Regions from separate parts of the Mus musculus genome. Here region 2 is linked to region 1. Evidence: chromatin contacts called from public HiChIP or PLAC-seq data. All regions are on one chromosome and are shown on one strand. The core of a region is the stretch at or near the end of the contact, and the rest is flanking DNA. Distances in the headings are between cores, read along the strand shown. Region 1 overlaps Agbl1 (ATP/GTP binding protein-like 1). Region 2 has its middle 790 kb from the start of Gm30774.

What was found. HiChIP or PLAC-seq counts read pairs in DNA pulled down with a chosen protein or histone mark.
Region 2: a contact with region 1 is called in an H3K27ac HiChIP or PLAC-seq map of oligodendrocyte precursor cells, with 7 times the contacts expected there. The contact joins two enhancer-like sites.

What each region holds. Positions count from the first base shown.
Region 1 is chr7:76,406,476-76,411,828 of GRCm38.p6, reverse strand. Agbl1 (ATP/GTP binding protein-like 1) reads right to left here. Exons shown (of 23, transcript NM_001199224.1): 7 at 2,471-2,679. Among named protein-coding and RNA genes, the nearest start is that of Gm30774, 40 kb to the right of the region's middle. Within about 2 kb of position 3,453, at least 34 of the 459 cell types and tissues checked have an H3K27ac peak or open chromatin away from gene starts, as enhancers often do. A contact at or near this core is called in oligodendrocyte precursor cells, where this site is marked.
Region 2 is chr7:77,151,204-77,156,457 of GRCm38.p6, reverse strand. No RefSeq gene overlaps it. Among named protein-coding and RNA genes, the nearest start is that of Gm30774, 790 kb to the right of the region's middle. Within about 2 kb of position 3,782, at least 11 of the 459 cell types and tissues checked have an H3K27ac peak or open chromatin away from gene starts, as enhancers often do. A contact at or near this core is called in oligodendrocyte precursor cells, where this site is marked.

The DNA of each region.
Region 1 (5,353 bases), core at 2,204-4,703:
GTCATTGACATGGTCACTGATGATGATTGATGGCAACTGCTCTTTTGCTTTGTGTGAGATAGTCCGGGTGAGAGCTGAGTAGAAGAGAAGCAAGCTTATGCATCTGAAAAGTGTGGCTCGTGCAATGAGCACAATACACAGAGGGTATCGAGGAGGGGTGTTAAAATGTACCTAGTCCAGGGCATTAACAACCACATGCACCATGCCCCTTGATAATGGGCCAAGTAGTAAGTAGGAGGTCAATGTCAGAAGACATCATTAGGTTAAAAGGTGAAGCTGGTAAAAAAGTCTCTGTAGGAGAACATATTGTTTTAAAGACTGAAAGCTAAATGGGGCTATCAGTGCATGTGTGGAGTCCAACTCATGGGAGTTTCCACACATGCAATAAGCACACATTTCCATGTAACAGGCTTAGCACATCATGGCCAATTTATGCAGCATTGTTCCATAACCCTTCTCAGGCTATTTCTTCATATAATACCGATCAGACATTACAGCATGGATTGGATAAACCTCACTATAAAGTGTAGGCTCTGCCTCCACTCACCTTTAGCTCCCTTTTACAACAGCAACTGGAGGCCGGGACCTGCTTGTTTGCTTTATGGCGGGATTCCAGACATTACTGACTAGTCAAGGAACTGCTTCTGAAGCTCTGCATATGTACTGGGAGCCCCTGACATACCAGGGCTTCATTTGCTGTGATATTTTTTTCACTGTGTCCCTCTCTTCAATATGCAACTGTAAGAATCGCCATCTCTTCCCTCTTCTGACCTTTTAGATATTTTTAGTACAGAATGGAGAAACAACAGCCAGTAATATAGAGGACAGACTGGGTGAGCATGCCACCTGGAATGTGAGTGCCTGGCACCAGCTATCAAGGGGGAAATTTCACAAGGACTGAGTGAGATTAGAGACTTGGGGGATCGTGAGCCTACAGAGCACAGGGAAGCCTGGAAAAACTGAAAGCACTGCTTGATCCAGAAAAGGCAGAATGAAAAATGCAGCTAGTTCATGACTGAGAAGCTCTGAACTCAGTAATGACAGAGAAAAACCAGGGGTGAGAGCAGACAGAAAATTAGATATTGGTTTGCAGCACAGGAGGATCACGTTAGTGTGTAGAGGAGAATGCTATTTTTAAAAGAATAGGAAATGTCTAGTGACGCGATGAGTGCAGACCAGCAGCACTCTCATCGGCTGCTTCATTGCCTCCACATGTACTTGTGGAGAGTAAATTTGGAAAGTTTCCAGAGAGGAGCAATGGGCACCAGAGACCGGCACCTGGGAAGATAACAGGGACCATGAGGCATATGAATGTGAGCAGACGATGGGTACATGGGATACTCATGTCTCCAGCGGGATGGTATTTAAATCTGCCCCAGTCAAGTGTAGCTGAGGAGTGTGTTACTTGAGTTGGAACCCAAATAACCTTATATTACACACCACACTTGGTGCAGATAAGTGCCAAACAAGGGAGTCACTATTCCCTTTGCCTGGGACATTTCCCCCCCCCCCTAAACTTGGTATCATGAGCTGTCTAATAATTTACATTTGGGTGTCACCCACTTTAGATCTCTAAATGATCTTCACCTTCCACCTACAGGTGTCGCTCTTCCTTTGTTGGTCTCACAGACCACCTAAAAAACTCTTTCTCATTGGATGGTTCATTTATTTAATGCCTGCCTTTTGCTAGGATGAGATCAGAAGTCTAATTGGCCATGTTCCTCACAGATTTCCAGTAACATTTAGTCCAGTGACAGCTCACACTCAGAAGAAGACAAAGAAACTACTTAAAGAAAAGAAAAAAACAGTATGCATTTGCCTGAACACATGAATCATGTGAACTTAGTGTACAAAAAATTCTAAGTGTTTCTATTCCATTTCATGTTTGTGTGTATGTTTATGTTTCTTTTATTTCTTTTGTTGTTGGTATTGTTTGAAACAGGGTTTCTTGGTGTAGCCCTGGCTGTCCTGGAACTTACTCTGTAGATCAAGCTGGCCTCAAACTCAGAGACCTGCCTGCCTCTGCCTCTGCCTCCTGAGTGCTATGCTTAAAGGCATGCACCACCACCATGCTGGATCATATGTTTCTTAAAAAAAAATATCAAGTTGATGATTTGTAATGTAAGATGATGGTTTAAAAGTTTCACAGCTTTAGGCTGGGATCTGTTATTCTGGAGCCCCATCCAATCACTATTCTCTTTGTCACTTCTAGTAATGTGCAGACAATAAACACATAATGATTGAATAAGTCAATGAATGAATGAATGAATGATTGAATGAACACATACTGATTGAATGAGAATAATGAGTGAAGGAAAAGGGATTTGAATCCAGAACACCTGCCATATTGAAACAAGAACCACATTGAAGTTGTTTTCCCGTTTTCCCTGCTCTGTTCAGGACAATCTCCAAGTCTTGGAGCATCACCCAGAAACCATCCACCTGCTGTGGAAATCCCCATGCTGGCTACCTGTGCAATGCTGAAGAGAGTCTCCATGCCTTGGGCTGCCAAGAAGGCCTCCCTGCCAGAGCGGAGGGCGACAATGTGCCTGAGGCAGAGCAGAAGCCCATGGCGGATCGTCACATAGGTATTGGTCACATCGCGGCTGTGCCAGTCCTGATGCAGCCTGAGCAAGCTGTTGACATAGCCTCTATTCACTGCCCTGCGGCAGTTAGACTCTGGAGACAAAGGGAAAAGGTCGTGTCAATCACAGCTCCGCAGGAAACAGTTGCGGGAGAATGCCACACTGTGTTGCTACATAATACTTACAATGGCAATAACAGTTCAGCATATAAAACTGGCAGGTGTTATTTATACAAAAATCAACATTTGTAGTAATAGGACATGGGGTTGTAACAAGCCCCCTTATATGATGACCTGAGAAGGACACAGCATCACTTCTGTAGTACTCCTGACAGATCACATGACCTTAATCTAAGCATTAGGAAAGCCAGCAAACTCATAGTGAGGTAAATGCTATAAGACATGTGACCTATATTGTTCACAAATGTCAGGATCATAAAAAGAGAAAAAAATAAAAGACTTGGAATGGCGACAGAAAAAGACTAAGAAGATCTGACACCTAAGAACAGTATGTAATTAAAATTCAAATAATAGGCCAATGTTTTTTTTTCCTTTTGCTAGAAAAAGCATCAGTGACCCAGGGGTTAAAATTCGGGTAAAGTGTGTAGATCACTTCATAATACCGTGTCAATGTTTATGCTATGTTGCTCTTTCTTTCTGACTGAAGCACTCCCTCTCCCTTTCCCATAAGACTCGAAGTTCTTGAAACTCACACTATTCACAAGACCCTTTCCCAAGGCTACAGAACAGTAAGTAACTGTAGTGATAGAGGAGAATCTGCAGGAGCCACCACCTGCAAGTTCTGAAGGGAACGGCTGCAAGTTTCATGAGTCATTGCTCAGACCACTTGATGCAGCTGTCTGAGTCACCCACATCCCAGGAACTAACCTTTCACCATGCTCCTACAAAGCAACCACAATAACCTCCATTGTATCACTAAGCCAGACTTAAATAGAATCTTTTCTCTGGTTTGTCATCAGTACCCTTTTCTGTGATGAATATATGTTTATTCATGTCTCCACAGGGAAAGTCACATAACACAATTGGCACTCAACATCTGCTTGACAGAGCCATAGATAATACTGAAAGACGCTGTTGAATGGATCGTGCTACTGGCATTAAGACATGCAACTGAGTCTGATATATCTGAGGGTGGGGCATCCTCAGGGACAGTCCCAATGCAGTGCAGCTACTTTCCTCCATGTAGTGTGGCTCCTTGCTAATAGTGGCTGTTGTATGCTCCCTGCTATGGATTAATAAAACATGTAACTGATGCCAAGGCATCTGAGGGGTGAATGGCCTTGGAGGAAATCACAGGGTAGTTGTCTTCCTCCAGGTGATACAAGATGGTTCATCTTGAGTCAGGCATGGGTTTGAACATGCACCTAGATGACTGCTAGAGCAGAGATACTTCAATACTGAAAGAGCTCCAAGGAGGGCCATGGTAGCCTCTATGGATGGTAAGACCTGGAAGTCCTCTACTGAAGGGAACCACATCTGAACTTTCTGCCTTCAGTGAACTTCGCTCATGTAATGGAGGAGTTGCGGTGGGAGAAAGACGTGTAGACCTTCCCCCAGCACTAGCGTGAAGAGTGGGAAAGCTAAGATGAGGTTGAGATACTTGCTTGTCATTATGGCTGATGGGGCACAGGAGAGAGAAATACACTTTAGACCTTGCTAATGAGCTCCTCCTGGCATCCCCAAGCATGGAACCCATGGGAAGAATCAGACAGCAAAAAGAAAAAAGAGTGAGGTCAAAGAGATAGAGAGTACTATTCCAGTCCAACCCTTGATACAGAGAAAATGGGATTCTTGACAATGCGTGCAGATGGGGGCTTTAAGAATGGAATCTTGACCCTCACGAGATCTTTCAAACACTGGACCACCAGACAGCATACACCAGCTGATTTGAGACCCCTTACACACATGCAGTAGAGGACTTCCAGGTCTGTGTTTATTTAGAGATGAAGCACCTAACCCTCAAGAGACTGGAAGCCCCAGGGTATTTAGAGGACAGGTGGGGTGGGGGTTGGGAGCATCCACCTGGAGATGGGGTGGGGTGGGGAGGAGGTGTGGGATGTGGAGCAGTCAGAGGATGGATGGGGAGGGGCAGGGAATAGAAAATGGAGTGTAAAAAATGAATTACAAATAAAATTAAATTTAGAAAAATGAATGGAAGCTTCCATAACCAGGAAGCATTCTATCTTTGAACTGTTAGAATTTGGAAATAATTTTAAGCAAGGCATGGACTAGTCCCTCACAGCCATGCTTGTGAAGCTCAGAGACATGGATGCAGACAGATCAGTCTAACTACTAAGCGGAGTAACTGAACAATGTATCTGCCCATCCGTCCTAGAGACGAGGACTTTATATGTCGTGATACAAGGGTTCCTCGTGGACAGGCTCATACACACCATTAGGGATACTTGATGATTACTGAGTGAAGTCCTCATGAATACCAAGAATGGAAAGAGGATGGACAGATGTTACTAAGGGAATTAGGTGACAGGTTCTATTCGATGCCCATTTCACTGCACTGGCAACTTTGTGTTCACTAAAGAGTTAAAAAAGAAATTACTTCCAAGGGGCCTCAAGACTAGTTTGGAGCTTTAGCGCCTCTGCAAAGTCCCACAAAGTAAGGCAAAATTGAAGGTTGGAGGGACTCTGACAAATCTTCATGCCTCAACCTGGCACGTAAGTCATGTTCATGAGGCACATGCCAAATATTTCACCTTGTGAGGAGGTAGACATGTGGGAGTTTTTCCCCAT
Region 2 (5,254 bases), core at 2,533-5,032, 740 kb before region 1:
TAGAGGCAGTCAGTCAGTGAAAGCACTCTTCTGTACTCTTTGTGTGGGGCTGGGGGATAAATGCACATGTGTGTGTGTGTGTGTGCACGCACATGCACACATGGACATCGAGGAAGGGAGTTGAGGTGAATGATGTGTTAGTTCTCAACTCTGACTCCAAGATTGACATTTCCATCCCAACAGAGAAGACTGGGTAGCCTAGGTGCCCTTGCAATCACCCATTTCTCTTTCACCTGCTCTCTCAGTAACCCACTGAGTTTTACTTGCATCTCCTTCTGTGGGATGCAACATTAGAGACTGAGTGATATTCCAGAAGGAACGGGGCTGTGACCCTGTTCTGGTCTACTGCTTGTACATGTGTCAGCAGTGCATGTCACAGCAGCACTGGGATTCTGCAGAACATGTTGTCCTGTGGCTCCCAGCACCAAGAAGCCTGTGTAACATCCCTTTGGTATAGAGTGTCATGTATAAGATGTCACCTTCTTAATAGCTTTCCTAGATGGTTTCATTCTAGCAAAGTTCAGATGGCAGATTTCAATTCTAGGCTCCTTTCTAGATAGCTCAGCGACATCAAAGACATCTTGAGACATGTAATGGATTCATTAGTGAAGCTAGACCTAAGTTCTGGCTGGGGGGATATCTACTGTAAAAGCTCTGGTTTAGTAGCTCTGTTTGGCACCCCGTAGGTCTTCTCTTTATATCTGCTATATTTATATCTTTCAGCATTCTTTACAAAACACTAATTACTGACCACCACATTCTCATTAGTCTTAATTGTGTTTCATATTAGTTTCCTGTCATTTATTTCTCTTAATATGACCAAACAAAAGAGGTTGAGTGGCTGGTTGTACACTTGGATAGGTGTGCATGTTTCAATCATGGGAGCAGAGAGCGTCCGGGTAGTTACCAAACAAAAGGAGTTGGCAAAGTAGAGTTTGTGGTTCCCAGATATCCTTCTGGATATTCATAGTTACAAGTCTCCTTTGCAGGCGGCTTCCATGCTACCTGATATTTTGTTTCTTACTTGTAATTTCATGCTGTAGTAGTAAAGAATGCAATTCATCTTCTTTGTGTTTTCTATATAACTGAATATCTTTATAGGCGAAATCCTATGTAGGTCGTGAGCCTTGTACCTTGTGTACCCAATATGTGAATATTGTTATTCAGTATTGTTGGTCTGATGTTTTCATAAACATGCAAGTCCTTTAGGACATTGTTGTAGGTCAGACTTGCTTTTCTTCTTAACCAAAGACTTGAGAGTTATAAAAGCTGAGTGTCATATATCAAGCTGGAGCTGTCCCAATCTCCATCTCTTCGATGAGTTAAGAATATACTCAGTATTTTGATTCAGGTTGCATTAAGTCTTTAAATTGATATTTGTAGGATGGTTATTTTGACAATATTACTGATCTATGAATATCTTTGCATTTTCTAGTGTCTTCCTTAGTTTTTCAGTTCTATTTATGAATTTGTGCATGCATGTGCACACATGAGTGCACACACACACACATCTTCCTGTAGTAAGTGTGCCCACGTGTATGCATGCATGCGTGTGTCTGTATGTGTGTGATCAAGAAAGGAGGCTATTAATCTGAAAGAGGTAAGAGGACTTCTGGGAGGACGTAAAGGAAAGAAGAGGGAAAGAAAGTAATTAAATTCTATTTTACTTTTAAAAGTATTTTTAAAATGAAAAATGATTTTATTCAGTTGTCATAATAGATTTAAAAATCTTTAAACAAGGTTTTGCTTTACTTCCATATCAAGAACAAATTTTGGCTATTACTACAGTCATTATAGTCATGCCAGTAGCTCAGATATATCAGATCCAAGCTTTCTGTCATTCTTGTGGTTTTTCTCTCCTGGTCACAGTATGGTTACAGAAACTCCAACCATCCCATATATATATATATATATATATATATATATATATATATATATATATATATCCCATATATATATATATATATATATATATATATATATATCCCATATATATATATATATATATGACAGGGGATCGTGGAATAGGAAAAGGACCTTGACAGCCATATCCTCTTGAGTCATGAAGGTATGAGCATCATTTTTTAACCTTTCATTCAAAATCAAATATAGGAAGGAGGCCTTTTTTTTTGCCTTTGCCCATTCCCCTTATAGGCAGATGTCCAATGATGCATGCCTTCCCATAGAAGCAAATAAAGCTGGGGGTTAGAAGTCAAATTTGTGTGTATTCTACATTAGTTTGCATTGCATCTTGGATGGTTCGGTAATGACTGTGTTCACCCTGGAAAGGCTGAGTCCCAGATAGCTGCTCAGTCCATGAGTCTAGGTGTTTCACCAGTCTGAGTCAGGCACTAAAAGCTTAGCGATTCCTGAGGAGCCTTGGTCTTCAATCCAAGGAAAACTGCTGAAGAATCTGGGTGCTGTTGTCAGCAAGGAATGGTGACAGCAGCTTCAGAAGCAGCAGCAGCAAAACCCCAACAGAGTAGATGACCTTGTCACCACAATGCAAAGGCAAACAAGGCAAAAGGAAAACCTTTTTGTTCTCTTTCTCTCACTTCCTTTTATCCAGACATGGATACTGGGTACCACCACCCAACGTTTAGAGTGGATCTTCCTACTTCAACTAAACTGATTAAGAAAATCCTTTACAAGTGTGCCCAGAGGCTGAAATCCAGATCCTGTCAAGCTGACAACCAAGATTCACCATCCTTGTGTGTAAAGATCTGACTCTTGAAAGAATGGATTTTTTTTTTATGAAAGATTTTAATAATCCGGCTAGCATTGCCCCTCTACATTGTTAGGAAAGTACTGGACCAAAGTCATACCCTGGCTTCTCTGCTAAAACCAGGTATTATGTCAGGGGGATCAGAAGCCTCCTCAACAATACCAGCTCTCAGCCAGTATGCCACCGGACATAGACAACTGGCACTGCCAGAGCCCAGTTCAATGCCTGACATGCTGGGCAGAGGGTTGTTTCCTTCTGATTCCCTGATCTATTTTGTTTTGTTTTGTTTTCATATTCTATGTGAATAGCTGATTCTTTGTCTCTGCTTCCCTATGTGACGCCATTTTTATATTAGTGTGTGTGTGTGTGTGTGTGTGTGTGTGTGTGTGTGCACTCATGCATGTACTCCTGCAATTACTCTTTGCCATTTGATGACTACTTTCCTACTTTCTTGCCTTTCCAAATTTTAGGTGATAGGCTAGGCTCCTTCAGGCATGATTCAGACACTCTAAATTAAGTGCCACAATAGAGAGTAATAGCCTGGGCACAGGCAGGAGGAAACAGGTGTCAGCTGAACAACCTGTCCATCATTCTAACCCTTCCCCAGCTCTCTGCCTGTGCAGCTGGTTCCCACTTTCTTCCTTGCCTGGAGGGTAGGGGGAGTCAGGGCTCTACAGACTTTAGAAAGGACAGGGCTGGTTGCTGTTCTATTGTAGACTTTTGTGGAACTCCCCAGAGCGGTGGCTGGTAATCTTTTGTTTATATTTGTAAAGTAAGTGAATTTGACATGGAAGTCACCAAGGGAAAGTATATTTGGAACACTGAAATGCCACATTGCAGTCACATTTCTAATCGTGACTGCCCTTTTGAAACCCACACAAAACCAATGCCTCTACACCTCTGCTTTCTTGCCACCCTGTGGCTCTCTTTGCAATCCCACAGTGTGACAAGAACATGATTTCATTTCACGTCAGACTTGACACCAGCTAAACACGAACACAGGGGTTTCTATGTTTCTGTAAACTCTCTGTTTAAGGAGCTACAGACAGAGCAAGGGAAATAGAGACTTGGGTTCTAGCCAAAGAGCTCTGTGCTGACCTGCTGAATGGGTTGCTGCTTCCAGTCTTTAAGGGAAGAGGGAAGGCATATTTAACAAAACAAAAGTGCAGTGGTGCATGGCAGTGTGCCCCTGGGGAGCTATCAACACTGCGCAGGCAAAGTGGAAATTTCTCCCACACAGCTAGCTTACTTTCAGGCTTAGAACTCCTTCTTAGCCTTCTGGCCTTTCCTCAGCCATCTCTCTTTCTCTCAGCCTTACAGCTCAGCTAATGGATTCAAGTGCATGATTAATTTTAATGTCACGTGTACAATCAACTCTCCTCTGGTGATGGTATCTGCATTTTAGAACTACCTCCTAGAAGATCCCTGGAGTCATGGAAGACACAAGGAAGGGCTCCTGGAAGGACAGACTGTAAGTTTGAAAAGTAGGCAGGGAGAGGAGTTTTGAGAGGAACCAGTTGAACTCATTTGCACACCTATGACAAAAAGAAATCTTGTTCTGCCTGAAAATTATAAAATAGGGTGATCCGACGTTGGCTAAGCTCTGGTGGCTATTTACGCTATACCTGTCATTTTATAACTTAAATCCTGTGTTGCCCAATCAACAAGGTCCCATGCAAGCATGGGAAATTTGAGGTGATTTATTCAAGAGAACTGTCCAGAATGGCTGATGTGCCCTCTATTCTTCTAGTCACTATTTGTCCAAAAAGAGCTTTCAGAAAAGGACTTGTTAATATATGTGTAACTTATTTTGGCTGTCCATGGAGATACAAATCTTCCTCATTTCCCCACCTCTATTCAGGACATAGCATATAATAAGAATTATTGACAGCATTATACTGCTTGTCCCAGATTGGATACTTTAATATAGGTGCTGTTGTAATCTTCTTTGTTAACTGACTCCAAGGAGTACAGACTGATTTATGAAACTATTTGAATCCTCACTCCTCATCACATATACATATCCTATATATGTAATTAACACACACTATATATATATATACTATATGAATATATATGTATATATATTATATGAATGTAATACCTCACACTCATTACACTCACTGAGGGTGGAGGGTCAGTTCAAAGTCAGAACTTCAATTAAATGATGAGTTGAAGTCCAGTCTAGGATATATGAAACTTTGTTTCAAGAAATAAAGCAGAAAATAAACAAAACATGATAAGTGAAATGAAATTTCTATTTAATCCAAAACTTTAAACCTGAAGGTTCAGGTCAGTTAGCAGAGCACATGCCTAGCATGCAGGCATCCTTGACTGTCATCCCCAAGACCACAAAAGAAGTAGTGGTACTTCAGCGTTTAGAAGGTGGAGAGAGGACCTCAACAGCTCAAGGACTGCACTACTTAACAAGTTTACAGCCATATTGGAACCATTCTAAAAAAAGAAAAAAAAAATCAAACAGTCAAAATGGCAAGCAAACAGAAAAGAAATGATAAAACAAAACATGAC